Regions from separate parts of the Mus musculus genome. Here all the other regions are linked to region 1. Evidence: chromatin contacts called from public promoter capture Hi-C data. All regions are on one chromosome and are shown on one strand. The core of a region is the stretch at or near the end of the contact, and the rest is flanking DNA. Distances in the headings are between cores, read along the strand shown.

Region 1 (4,693 bases), core at 682-3,181:
TCCCATGGGCATTTTGTTCCCCTTTCTAAGGAGGACTGAAGCACCTAAACTTTGGTCTTCCTTCTTCTTGAGCTTCATGTGGTCTGTGAATTGTATCTTGGGTATTCTGAGCTTTGGGGCTAATATCAACTTATCAGTGAAACCATACCATGTGTGTTCTTTTGTGACTGGGTTACTTCCCTCAGGATGGCATTTTCAAGTTCCATCCATTTGCCTGAAAATTTCATGAACTCATTGTTTTTAATAGTTGAGTAGTACTCCATTGTGTAAATGTACCACATTTTTTTTGTATCCATTCCTCTGTTGAGGGACATGTTGGTCCTTTCTAGTTCTGGAAATTATAAATAAGGCTGCTATGAATGTAGTGGAGCACGTGTCCTTATTACATATTGGAGCATCTTCTGGGTATATGCCTAGGAGTGGTATAGCTGGGTCTTCAGGTAGTACTATGTCCAATTTTCTGAGGAACTGCCAGAGTGATTTCCAGAGTGGTTATACCAGCTTGCAATCCCACCAACAATGGAGGAGTGTTCCTCTTTCTCCACATCCTCGCCAGCATCTGCTGTCATCTGAGTTTTAATCTTAGCTATTCTAACTGGTATGAGGTAGAATCTCTAATGAGTCCCTCCAATTGGAGTTTGAAAGAAAAAAAAAAAAACCTGTTAAGAGATGTAGCCAGCAGTCGCCTGGTTCATCAGGTTTCAAGGGGGGCAGGGAACAAGGACTCTTATCTCTCAAGTACTGGTAATTTGAGTGGTAATTTGGTCAGAAATCTAGCCTCATGCTACCTATCTTCTGAGTCCCTGAGTGCATTTGAATGAAAGGATAATAGTCTAATTTGCTTATTACGGTGAAAAGGTGCAGAGGAAGGCACACATCCATTGCTGATTTTGGATATAATATAACCAGTCACTTCTAACTTATGCCCCTTTGGTTCCCTTGCCTTAGAGCATTGCACATTAAACTATGAGTGAGGACAAAACAAAACCGATCAAAAACTTTCTCCCATAAGTTGCTTTTGTGGGTATTTTATCACAGCAATAGGAAAGAATCTAAGATATCCAGGTACTAATTCTGGCTTTGCTTGCTTTACTTTTTAGGGTAATTACTTCTTTTTTCCTTTTGAGGCTTCATGCCTCATAGCAACATCATCCTCATTTGCTTTTCCTGATATAATATAAGAAAATAGAAACTGCTATATGAAAAGGGAAAGGTACAGAATAAAATACATTTCCAGGGATCCTCATAGTGTCTTAGTTACTGAAACTTTAAAAGAGTAAAACAAAGGTCACTAAGGAGGAACTTTCAGTTCCAAAGCTTTGCTTTTGTTTTACTTCATGTTTTTAAATGAAAGTCTGCAAGTGACTACTACCTAACCATTTTAGTGGGGCTATAAGATTACAAAATCCTAAAAGGTTGTATTTGAGATCCTTACCAATCCATTCTGAGAAACTGTAATGCTTTTCAGGCATTTCACTTCTTCTCCAGATATGCTTAAAGCTACCCTAATAATATCTTTACAATATAATTTTAAGAACTTAATGTGTTACTATTGTTTAAGTATATGAAGACACAATTCTTAACCTCAAAGAAGACCACAAATCACACATTAGGTCATCTCTTTTATGTGACCTTACTAATCACCACCTTTTTGGTGATTTCAAATTCTTCCATTTGGGTGACCAATAAGATTTGTCCTAACTCCCAAAGAAGTTTTTATTATTACCATTGCTTAATTCCTAAAACAGACAATATGGCAAAATGTAGCTAATTTGGAAATATTGACCTCATATAGCCAGCCTGAAAATCATATGTGACTCAGACATATGCCTGCATGCTCATAGAAAGGGGGGGAAAAAAGGAAGAAGAAAGATGATGATAGAATAAGTTGGGCGTGTGCATAGCAGGAAGCTCAGTGCATTCTTGACACATTCTCTTTCGAAGTACCATAGCAAAGGCACATGACCGTTTATGTCTTTAGATGGAAACATTAGCCATTGTAGTCATGGGATGTAATGATATCTAGAAGCACAGTATCTTTTATAAGTTTAGGAAACTGTGGTGTAGTTAGCTAGATAGTAGCCTTCTGAGTCCTGGGAATGGATTTCTCTAAGAAGTAGATGCCGGAAGATTGCAGCAGAAAGAAGCCATGGTAAGGAATTAAATATGATGGGAAAAAATGGGGAATCAATATAAAATTGATACTTACTGCTTTCTGTAAAAACGCAATTAGGATTTTATAAACATAAGAATTGATTTTTCAATGGTAAATAAAATTCTAACAGTTAAACTGGCTTTTTGCATAGCCCACAATTTAAATGTTCAGAATAGACTGAGACAACGACTGTAATACGTGGCAAATTAAAGTCAGATACTCTGTTCCTGATTGAAGAAGTGTACAAATCATGGAAACTCTGAATTTATCAAAGCCAAAATTTGAATTTACTTTGCCCACAATATCCTCTGAGGCAAAGGCTTTCCCAAACAACTGAGTGATGCTGACAGACAGTTCTACCTCCCATTAGAGGTAAACGATTTTGTTTTTTTTTCCTGTTTTGCTGAATAAACTACGTTACTTCCTCTTCTAGCTGTAAAAGCCTGCAGTTCACTACAGGATATCTGGGTAGAAAGGGTAAGGTTCTTGGCTTTCTCTTCATACATTCAAAAATAGAACTAAAAAGCCTCTGTGAATTGAAAACGACAGTGTGATTTTCTGCTGCTTCCACTGAAAACTTAATTCTGAGTCTGCTAATATCTTACCTTTGGGGGGATATATTGTTATGAAGAATGGAGACTTCAGTGAGGTAATATCTATTTATAAGTTTAAGTGGTTAAAATGTTCGCTGAAACTGCTGCATGCTTTCTGAGAGGAAATGTGGCTGTCTAGATAGAAAGCTCCTTTCTCTACAATTTAGCATGCCACTGACAAAAACCAGGGGTTCAGACTTGTAGTAAACATTGCTTCTAACAATTCTGTGTTAAAATTGAGATTGTGGTTCATTAAATGCATTTTTGTTAGTGTGAGCCAACGGGAGAAAATAAACTTACAATTTTAAACCCATGGTTTGTGTCAACCAAATTAAAGCAGCATTCAAGTAGTAAATGCATCTAAGTGCCTTAATCTTTTCATAAGATGAGACTTGACATGTTTTCTCAGATTGGGACATTTTCCATGCATGCATTTTCCGGTGGGATGTGATGGCTTCAAATAGCACAAAAGGATTTTCATCAAGCCCTAGAACTTAGCACAGCTGTCGAGTCTCAATGGGGCTGATTCTCAGCTTACGATGAACATTTCTTTGGATGTATTTTTAATTTGAGAACATGGGAAGCATTTTCAGAAGGCGTTCCAAACATTTTGCTGTCTTTTTTAGAAGGAATTCCTTCTGTGGTTTTAAAAAAACGTGTTCTTTTTAAAGTCTGCTAATTTCACATGTGGAATTTGATCCTTCTATATGTAAAATTATCCACGTGTGTAAAATTACATGATTTTATGTGAGATTGTAAGCCTTAGTAAAATATGTTTAATGTATTTATTAGGAAAATATAAATAAAACCTATTTACATCAACATTTTCCTTCTCCTGAGATGAGGAAATCAGTGTATTTTGTACATATTTAATTTTCCCCAGAGTGAAGTGTTGAAGATAGTAAATAGCACCTTTAAAAAATTGTCCAAATGGAGTTTTTTTCTGTAAAAATTTAGGATAAATGCTTTATTGTACTACTGTTTTTTTCCAGTAACAAAATGAAACTAACAGCTGTAGACTACATGAGCGTGACTCACAGAATGGCACTATGTGTATATTATGGTTGCCAAGCGGCACCATACTGTCTGCTATTGAGAAAGCTTTGCCTAATCTCCCTGACCACAAGTATGGGTGGGGCTTTTTTCCTATAGCAAAGTTGTTCCAAAGTGACTGATACTGGGGCCAGTATATGAAATCCAGGCAGGCTAAGAAGCTGCAAAGCTCTGGGAACCTCAAGAAGGGCTGAAATCAGCAGCATTCCCTGGACAGACCCTCTTTAGAAACAGTTTTGGTGGGGTTGTGACAAAAGATGTCCTCAGAAAACTTAAAGTTCTGGGTGGAGTTTTCGCCACCAGACAGTTTCCCCTTCCCCCACTCCACCCAGGAAGTTTAATGAGAAGAAAGATCAGTTGTTCAAGTGGCTTTTGAGACTAGATGAGGGAAGAAGGAAATTAATCATCCGTGTGTCCCTAGCAGCAGACTTTTAACACAAAGTTGGAGCTTAGTAGGGACTAGATGTTTGCTGAATTGTAGAACCCTAGGGGAAGGGAGAGGTTTCTGTTGGCTGACTCTGTGCTGATGTCTTACTTTCTGCAGCTGTGAATGTGTGTGTCCTAGAAGGCTGAGAAAGAAATTATTCACTAGAGCATGAGACATTTTCCACTTGGTCAAACTTATTGCTCAAGATTGGAAAAATAATACTTGCCTGAAGTTTCTAGTGGTATAAAATTATAATATACCACTAGAGTTAGACTTACAAATTGGCAACTGCCTAGGCACATTATTCTGAGGCTGGGAAAGAAAAAAAAAAAGACAACACTTTGAACTGGAAGTGTTTCTCTCTGCCTTTAACCAGAAATGTCACTATGAATAAGCTAATCCAGAAGTTATTTATGGTCTCTCAAAGTTCTCCTTTCTTAAGACACAAGTGATTCTAATCATGGC
Region 2 (4,693 bases), core at 939-3,438, 1.9 Mb after region 1:
GAGCCTAAGAAGGTGCTCTCTGGATTTTATGACAAGCACAGTAGGGTCCGAAAGGCAAAACATCTATCTTTTTTTTTTTTTTAGTGTACTTTGACACAGCACTAGACACAGCATTAGTGCTCATGTGGTACAAATATAACTACCAGCATTTTTACCTAGTTATGTGTCTTTAGTTTCTAAAATGGGTACATTTTTCCCCCCAGAGAAACTCACAAACTAAAGACACTCACCTCCTGGCTCACATCACCTGCAGCCTATGTAGGGGGAGAAAAAAAAAAAAAAGAAAGAAAGAAAGAAAGAAAGAAAGAAAGAAAGAAAGAAAGAAAGAAAGAAAGAAAGAAAGAAAGAAAGAGGATCATCAATATAAACATGTAGAGCAGAAAATGTCGCCAACTTTAGACACTTGTGACTTTTTCCCTGGGCTCCTGGTCCAGCAACCACGTGCTGCTTCTAGCCCCTCTTCAACACCTACTGTTTTAGTAATATGAAACGTGGACCAAGATGCAAGGTCATGCTTAAGACCTGTTTACAAAGAGTCAGTGTAACCTTTTTGAATAAATAAGGCCTCTTAAGAACACACCATTTTCATTTTGAAATCCACCTGCTCTAATGTTAAAGCCAAAACAAGGGTTGGGCGGGACGAAGGAAGGCGGAGCTTCTTGCAGTTTCCCTTTCTTGCCTTATGTTTGCTATGCAATTGTATCTATCTGACCAGCTCTACTGATTATGGACTATTTTCCTCCTCAAGTTCTGCATACAAAACAACAGTCCCACCATACTTTCAAGGAAGGAGGTCTTTGTTCTAACGTTAACGTTTTGTTCAGAGAAGCAGGAGGCGGATTTTAAAACTTCCCGCCACTACCTGCTACAAGGTTGCTGTCAGCTCTGCAAAATAGCAAGATCCATTGCACAAGACGAAAAGAGCCTGGCGGCAGGAGTCTCGGGAAGGGGGGTGGTGATTAGAAACAATTGCTTTCGGTATCTGAGTAGCCCTTTACCCTGGGAATTACCAGGCTATTATTTCAATGATACAGCCCCAGAGCACTGAGGAATTTCAGCCTCATTTCTATGTTCTAGGAATACGGAAGGCGGACGGATTCACAAGAATATATAAACAATCATAAGGCTTTTACATTAACACAGTATTTCATTTTATGATTTCACCAAGCAATGAAATAGCATTCCATTTTAGTTGTAAGATACTCGGGGGAGGGGGAGGGGTGGTGGAGGAACACACAAACACCGAGCTTCAACTTATATGTGCGCGGAGACAGGAATTTTGAAGTGAAGGGTTACAGAAGACCTGTAGCCCTTGGTAGCTCGGATCAACTCCCCATGTCTAAAGTGAACTAATCTCACGCCACCCCACCATCCAACGCTGTTAGTAGTTTCTCGGACGCGGCTCTCTAATCACCTTTCCACCTTTAACTAGAGAGTTCCGAGAGTGCCAAATCTCTCAGATCTAAAGTTTCTAATTACAGCGGTGAATCTCTCCCTTCTCTAGGACAGTTTGAAGTCTGCGCCGCCTAATGGCACAGGATTACCATTGCATAGCCATCTGGCATGACAAGAAGTGGAGGAGGGAAGAGGGGGGAAAAAGGAAAAAAAGAAAACGGAAAGAACAAAGGCAAAAAACAAGAGAAAGCCAGGGCTTTCGTTCCCCCAAACGGGATGGTTCTCTGAGAAAAACGGGAGGTAGAGGAGGAAGCTGGCGCTGGAAGTGTGGTTGGGAGAAGAGTTCTCCAATAGGGTAAGCGGAGGAAGGGGGGTGGGGTAGGAAGCGACAGCACAGCGCTATGGCTGTTTGTAATTCAGCATGGAGACACCTCTCAAACGATTCTCTCCCTTAAACAAAACAAGCCAAAAGTGAACTACCAGTTGCATACGAGACCTTCTGAAACCAAACACAGACGGATCGCTACCTTTCCCTCGCCTTCCATTCAGGACATCATAAAATCAAACTAGAAGCCAAAATGATCTTTCAAAAAGATACAAATCTCTGCGGTAGGAAATATGTATTTCGGCAGCTAATATCCCGTCTATCTTCCCATTTCACTTACCTTTCTTTTGGGCATTGTTGCAGCTCTCCGTTGGAGATCCTTAGGCAGGAGGGAAAAAAGCCGAGAGGAGTCTCTGCCTGACCGCTCCGCGAGCGACTGAGTTTTCAATGAACTAATTGCAGCACGATATGTACTCGCGTCCCCCCTCCCCCTAAAAAAAATCTCTCGTTATTGGCAACATTAAACACGCCAAGACGCAACCAAACTACGTGAATGGTTACCCGAAGTGGGAGCCAGGTTGGAGTGACAGGCTGTCAGGCCAATGAGGGGAGGTGGCCGGTTCGGAAGGCGTGGCCCGCGAACTTGCCCGAAGCCCTCGTATGCTGCCGGCTTTGACTGCCTCTAGGGTGCCGGAGTCCACGCACTTAGCAGACGCCTAGTGCTCCAACGTGACCAGCAGGAAATCCAGTTTTCTTGCCTTTTCACCTTTTTTTTTAAGTTAGAACGACAAGCGAAAGCTCAAACAGTTGGTTTTTTTCCCCCCACGATCTCCACCCCCCTTCCTTCTTCGCGCGGGGTGGCGGGCCCTTTTGAGACTGGATTGAGCCAGAAGCTCCAGTCTTTCCCAGTTAGCAAAAGGGCGAGGTTGGAGTGACAGGCTCACCCGTTTAGAGACCAGAAAAAGAGTAGGGAACGTTTCTGGTCGTGAGAACTTCCCGCCAATGCTGAACTGTGGTCCTGGCTTTAGAAGGGTGCCAGAACTGCGCGCCTCCCTCAGGTGGAGAGTAGCAATAAATCCGGGACCTGGAAGAGCAGGACTCCACTGCAGGCCGCCTACCTTCTAAAAGAGCTAGTACTCCGCCTGGAGAGAATCTAGCAAGAATTAAAAGGGGCCACGCGGGAAGTCAGTAATAACAGAGGTCACCCAGAGGAAAAACAGTGACTTTAATGGATTTGTAATTCAAAGATGATATTTAGGGCTACATAGAAAACCAAACCAAACCATTCGTTATCTTTATTACTGAAACTTGAGGTGTCTCCTTATTTATTATTTTTTTTTTAATTTTTTGGCCCACAGAAGTGCCCCCTGAACCTATTCTAGTCTCAGAAGGTGTTTAAGTAGCAGCTTTCTGTTCTGAGAATCTTCCATTTGCCCTCTAGTGTCAGAGTCTGAGACCTAAACGTTTGGTGAAAAGAAAAGAATAATATGCTTAGAAAAAAATCCGGTTAAAACAGAGTGCTGAGGGCTGCTAATTGTTACTGGAACTAGGCAAGCCGGGTCCCTGCAGCCTTTTTTGAGATGTGCTTTGCTTCAGTTGTTGAAAGAGCTAATTGTATTTAAAAGTGCTTCAACAACAGTCTCCATTCCCTAAGCTGAAAGTCTAATCAGAAAAGGAAATTAACCTTTTAAACAGTTACTTAAAAATTTAGGCCCCAGCCTAGTGGTGTATGGCTTTAATCCCAGCACTTGGGAGGCAGAATCAGGCAGATCACTGTGAGATCAAGACTAGCCTGGTCTACATACAACAAGCAAGCCAGAGTTACCTAGTGAGACTCTGCTTCATTGTGTCCCCTCCCCCAACTCTTTTTCTGTTCCTGTAGCTTAAAGAAAAAGCAGACCATCCGTTTCAAAGAATACTAGCCCGGATTGGTGGTGGCAAGGTAGCAGTGAGATGCTGAGATTCAAGTCATTCTAGGCTAAATAGACATCCTGCCACAAACAAACAAACAAACAAACAAACAACAAACCAAATTGATTTACAGATTACCAAACCATCTGTCCAATCTAAAACGCACCCTGACAGAGCCTATCCTTTCGAGTTTTGTCCCATCTTCCCTAGCGTTTAGCCTGGGGAGTTAAACAAACCACTTACCCTAAGACCTACTGAACCTACTCAAGTGACTTCACACTGCATTCTCATGCAAGAAGACAACTGAAAGGCGCATTTACATTTGCTTCCTTGGCCTGCAGTTATGTGTCATCTGACCAGGCTCCAGATGGCCTTTTAGTTACCTTTAAGTGAAAGCATAGTTGAAAGAACCTAGGTATATTTCAGTAATTTGATTTTCTGAGAGAAAATTGGTTTCAATATAAGAATTGTCTCATAAGGATAAGGGAAAAATGAAGAGAATGAAAATGTGTTAGTGATGGAATGCATCCATTCCAAGTATTCTTATTTATCATTATTTTGTGGGTTAGATTTTTGTTTTTGTAACTCGCTTATATAAATGCAACCCCCTGTGGCATGCAAAGTGGCAGTACACAGTTTCTGCCCTTAAGGATTTTTGTAGCTCTGTAGGATTGAGAAAACAGATGCATATGTATTTACAAATCAAAGTTGCATATATTATATGAATTGTGAAGTTTATAGTTAATAATGCCGTGGGGGTGGGGTGGGAAGGCTCCTTTTCAAAAGCATTTGAAGAAGGCTTTTGGTATCTGGCCCTGAACATTTGTGGAGATAGTTACTCTATAACACTGCAGAGGCAAAGTTTGGACTTGTTAAGGGAACAGACTGCCCAGTCTGAGTAAATTGAAACAAATGATGAAGATGAACTCAGGGAAGTAAATCTCAAGTTGAAGGCAACTTTAAATAAGCTGTCAGAGTGAGTGAGCTCTGGCACCTCTCAGGTTTGTCAGCTATTTTCTGCTTTGGTCAGTCTTTCCTCCCTGGAGTTCAACCTGTCCATTT
Region 3 (4,693 bases), core at 1,491-3,990, 1.7 Mb after region 1:
CTTTTCTCATTTGCTTAAAAATGATCTACCTGCCTATCCATATATAAGCTGGAAAAGGAAAAAAGTACACAAAATCATTTCTCATACACCCAGATATTAAAACTATGTTCAAACAGCTATCAGTAGTTTGATACTAAAACATGTATTAGTGAATACTTCGAATTTACCTTCTGTGATACAAGTAGGATTTATGTCTAACAACAACAGAAAGAAGAAAAACAAAACTTCAGGCTGAAAATTAAAAGTAGTAACAGGTATTCAAAAATAATTTGTACCCATCTGAGAAATTATTACCATTAATAATACTGGTGGTGGCATTCACTCTTATTACAATTAAACCATTTTTGGATTTGCAAGATATTAGGGAAAACTCAGTAGCTTCTGTAATAATGTGGCTTCACTCTTATAATACTCAAAGTTTTCAAAATTAACATCACAGCAATTTAACTGTTTTCTACTGACAAGCAAACTTTCAATTATTTTCTTTTTATTTAGTCTGCCTTAGTCTACTACTCTTCCAACTTTGTGTCCACTTTGTATGCTTTTCCTCATTTGGATCTTATTTGGAGGAAAGAGAGTTCAATTTAGGTTTTATTATCACTCCTTTCATCATACAACTCTGTAGCTAAGAGTAGAATCTCTTTCCCCACATATAAAAGATCATCTTTTTGTCTCAGTGCAGAGCAGAAAGTGCACTTACATTGCAAATTATATTTATGGAAAAAACAAGAGTCAATTCAAGACTTAACTAAAGTATATTCTCTTTTTTAAAAATGTCCATTGTCTCCTAATCCCAAAATCCTGTTCACCTATTCCCAAAAAGGTCATAATACATATTTCTTCTTTAGTGAAAACATATTTGCACAAATGCAGTTTACTGATGAATTAATTAGCTATTTTTTAAGATTAGAAATATATAACAATGTTTTTATTCAGTAACCCATTATCTAAAGATGAACAATCTTGGAATTCACTCAGTAGTCCTCAGTATTTTTATTTATGTAGTTTTTCTCACTTATGAGTCAGTTCCCCTTCTGAATTCCTTCTCCCCTCCACTCTAAAAAGAAAAAAAAAGAAAGAAAGAAAAAGGAGAAAGAGAGAGAGAGAGAGAGAGAGAGAGAGAGAGAGAGAGAGAGAGAGCTAGAAAAAAAAAAAAACACCCAAGCCTGGCCTCAGTTCCCGTATTTCAAGCCAGGACCAACCAGAAACCAGTTTTCTTCCACTAATCCGGAACTCCGGGCTGTTACCAACGCTGTCATTGGCCAGCGTCAGTCCTTGGTACGTGCCCCAAGATAACCCCCTGGTTTCTGTCCCTTATCCCCCTACAATGGGCCTTCTCCGCTGTTTGTAACACAGTCCTAAAGCACAACACAGCACCTCTGAAAACCAACTCACATTCTTCAAAGTTTTGGGGTGAAAATAAGCAAGGCTAGAGCAGGGCAAGGTACCCTTTCCGACACGCTGGGAGGGGGAAGGGGCAGTCCTTCGAACACCGAACAGCAGGCTCGGGGAGCTCTAAGGGCTGAAGGGCCAGGGGCGGTTGGGGGCACAAGGTGGGGAGGGAGTGGAAAAAGAGTTGGGCTAAGTTGAAACGAAAAGTTTACTAACCAGATCCTCGAAGCTTCTTCGGTGCTCTTTCCCTTCCCAGTCTAAGCGGCGCGGAATCAGCTGGGGGCCGGAGGAAAAGAAAAGGGGGGGGGGTGAAGGAAAAGCCTCTGCTCCCCAGCAGCAGCACCCAGCCTGGAGCCTAATCCTAGACCCTTTAACATTTTCATTTCTCCAGTCCCGACAGCTACTGCCGCTGTGCCGGGGGTTGGGGGTGGGGGGGGGCAGGCCAAAGGGAAGGAAATCCTGAAAAAACACCTCCCGCAGGAATAAAAGGCAGCGAGTTTAGACCCCTGCGTTGTCCGCCCCTTCTAAGCAAAGAACCCGATTTACCCCAAGTGACAACAGCCCCAAGTGTCCAGCTCGAAGGCTCCCTCCGGGCCCCTGCCCTCGGCCCCTGACCTACCTTACCCTTCCTCCAGGTTCTCCCCAGCCCTCCCCACCTCTTCCCAAAAGGGGTCCATACCTGATGCTCTTCGAGCTCTTGCACTAGCACCTGGGGAAGAGGGACACAGGGATGTGAAAGCAGATTGGGGCGCCAACCCATTCCTCCCTCCCCACTTCCAACACAGCCGCTGACTGTAGGAGTAATCGCGGCCGGCCTTTCCCTCACCCTCCAACTGCACTGCTCACCCAGTGCCTCAATTTCCCCAATGGGACCATTCCCCAACACTCCCAGATATCCTTTCCCTCTCACCTGAGCGGATTTGTTACAGGGTCCGGACTGCAAGAACCTTGCGATCAGGTAATACAGCTCTAAAGAAGGGGTTGGGGGTGGGGGGAGACGTTGAGAGAGAGGCAAGGAAAAGAGATACAAGCTTTTTAAAAAAAATCTGACAGCAGTCGCGCAAAGCCCCCATCCCTTTTGCCCCCGGCTCAGCTACCCACCGGCTTCGATCTGGGTAGGTGCCGCCGCCATCCTTTTCCCGAGGGGGTTTGGGGGCTTCGCTCAGGAGGGCTGGCGGGGGCGGGTGGGGGCGCTGCCTCTATTGTGGTGAAGCCCCCATGCTTGGGAGTCCCGCCGCTTCCGCCGCACTCTTCGTCCCAGTTTCGGTCTCTCTCGGATTCATCGCATCACGTTTCGACCCATAGATATTCTAGCCCAAGAGCTGAGGAGGCGGAGGAGGAAGGAGAGCAAGAGAGAAGGAGAGGGAGGAGCTGAAGTCGCCGAGGGGTGGGCGGGGGGAGAGGGGTGGGCGGGGGGAAAGGGGTGGAGCCATAGAAAGAAGGAGGGGGGAAAAGGGAAGGGAGCCGCTTGCAAAGCTCCAGGCTGGCCGCCAGAGGCACTAAGGCGGCCGCCTAGTTCCAGCAGCTAAGCCGGCCTGGGGTTGCCTAGTTACTGCCCAGAGAACAAGGAAGAGGTTCTAAATGCAGGCAGACGCTCTGGCAATCTTCGTCAAACTCTGTGGTGGCGTTGGCGTCCTAGAGCTCCGGAGTTGCTTACCCTTCCTGTAAGGGCAATCGGACCCTTTCCGGTGAGGGAACCTCTCTCCAGACATGATCAAGAGAAACTGGCGAGGGACTGACATGATCTAGCTTACCTTGGGTCACCGAACGGATTTGGTTTGTTTGTTCTTTCTCTACCCCAAGAAAAAGTCGCTAGCTACTGCAAGGTTTTGTTTTCAAACAAGGAACAGCATGCCAAAAGAAAGTGCTGCGCCTACCTGATGAGCAAGGGAATAATATTCTTCTAGAAAACTTCTTGTAGTAGTATCAAGTCTCCCCTTGATTCTGATAAACATTGCGCGCGAAGTTTACACTTTAAGGAGGAGGCCGTTTCCCCCTTCTGAAAAGGTCAACAAGCTCTTTCTTCTCAATTCCTGTAGGATAAGTTGGAACGCTGTTTTGAAATTCTGCCAAAACGTTTTTAAAGTTCTTAACTATTCATTGAAATTTGGATAGAAATGATAGTTTGGTTTGGTTTGTCTTTGAAGTGATATTCTCTGACTTGCTGTCACTATGTATCTATCCAAGGCTCCCCTGGAATTCCATGTCAATCTTCCTGCCTCAGCTTCCCTAGTGCTCATGTGGCAGGCATGTGTCGCCACTCCGGTTGACAAAAAGTCTTTTTTCCACTACCTTGAGACTACAATTGTTTTCATGTATAACTTTAACTCTTAGCACAGCGCTGATTTGATCAAAGGATTTGTATAATAATTGACAGTTTGAGGAAACTGGTTCACTTCCCCAATTTCTCTTAGCATCCCGTTCTCAGGATGTTACTTTGAACAGAATTCATAGAAACAAAACATGATGGGAAAACAAGTACTATTTGAATTGTGTACATTATTTGCTTTGAAATACTCAAATTTGAAGGTTCACATTAATGTATGGCTATAGTGGGAGTTTGGTTTTCAGACTCAGGGAGCTCGGTGATTAAACCACATTGGGCATAGAATTAAATTTAATTCAATTCATAAACTTAACATATCCTTAGCAATTCATTCTGCCAATTTCTTTTATTGAGTAATTAATAACAACATAAGAGTAAAATGCTATGGTTATCTTTGGTATAATCAGTATCTGAAAGAAGTAGATAAAAGAAATATAAAACCTCAGGACAAAATTGTGAGGTGCTTACTGAAATAGTAATTTTTATAGTTCAAGATAATATAATTAACAGCTAACCTTTACCAAGTCATTACTACATATTTTGCCTGCTGTAACTCATTTAATCCTTAACAGTGACCTAGGAGACAGTTTATATTTTTCTCTACCATACTAATATTAAAAATTACTACTAGCCAGGTGTGGTGGCACACGCCTTTAATCCCAGCACTAGGGAGGCAGAGGCAGGCAGATTTCTGAGTTCAAGGCCAGCCTGGTCTACAGAGTGAGTTCCAGGACAGCCAGAGCTACACAGAGAAACCCTGTCTCTAAAAAACAAAAACTAAAACAAAACAAAACAAAAAAACCACCTGCTATATGACTTCAAAGCACTTACATGCTATTGTTTTTCTTATATGTAAATGATAATAAATAATATTCACTGTGTTTGCTAACACACATTTTTTGTAGAACTCATGTGAGAATATATCTCTGTTGTATTCAAAAGGCATGTGACATAATTATCCCAGCGATCACTAAA

Evidence for each region. Promoter capture Hi-C pulls out the DNA fragments that hold promoters and counts their contacts.
Region 2: a contact with region 1 is called in a promoter capture Hi-C map of pre-B cells, with 3 times the contacts expected there. The contact joins the promoter of Hmgn5 here to the promoter of P2ry10b in region 1. A contact is called at or near these places in 2 of 39 promoter capture datasets (cranial neural crest and pre-B cells).
Region 3: a promoter capture Hi-C map of pre-B cells shows a contact between it and region 1, with 7 times the contacts expected there. The contact joins the promoter of Brwd3 here to the promoter of P2ry10b in region 1. A contact is called at or near these places in 1 of 39 promoter capture datasets (pre-B cells) and 1 of 9 other capture datasets (liver).

The regions. Positions count from the first base shown.
Region 1 is chrX:107,146,996-107,151,688 of GRCm38.p6, forward strand. P2ry10b (purinergic receptor P2Y, G-protein coupled 10B) reads left to right here and starts at 1,932. Exons shown (of 2, transcript NM_001122596.1): 1 at 1,932-2,152.
Region 2 is chrX:109,011,192-109,015,884 of GRCm38.p6, forward strand. It overlaps Hmgn5 (high-mobility group nucleosome binding domain 5), which reads right to left and starts at 2,189. Exons shown (of 6, transcript NM_016710.2): 1 at 2,061-2,189; 2 at 231-254. The coding sequence starts at 2,075.
Region 3 is chrX:108,831,606-108,836,298 of GRCm38.p6, forward strand. Brwd3 (bromodomain and WD repeat domain containing 3) reads right to left here and starts at 2,741. Exons shown (of 41, transcript NM_001081477.2): 1 at 2,494-2,741; 2 at 2,303-2,361; 3 at 2,072-2,101; 4 at 1,609-1,668. The coding sequence starts at 2,524. It overlaps 2810403D21Rik (RIKEN cDNA 2810403D21 gene), which reads left to right and starts at 2,873. Exons shown (of 5, transcript NR_015493.2): 1 at 2,873-3,080; 2 at 4,661-4,693.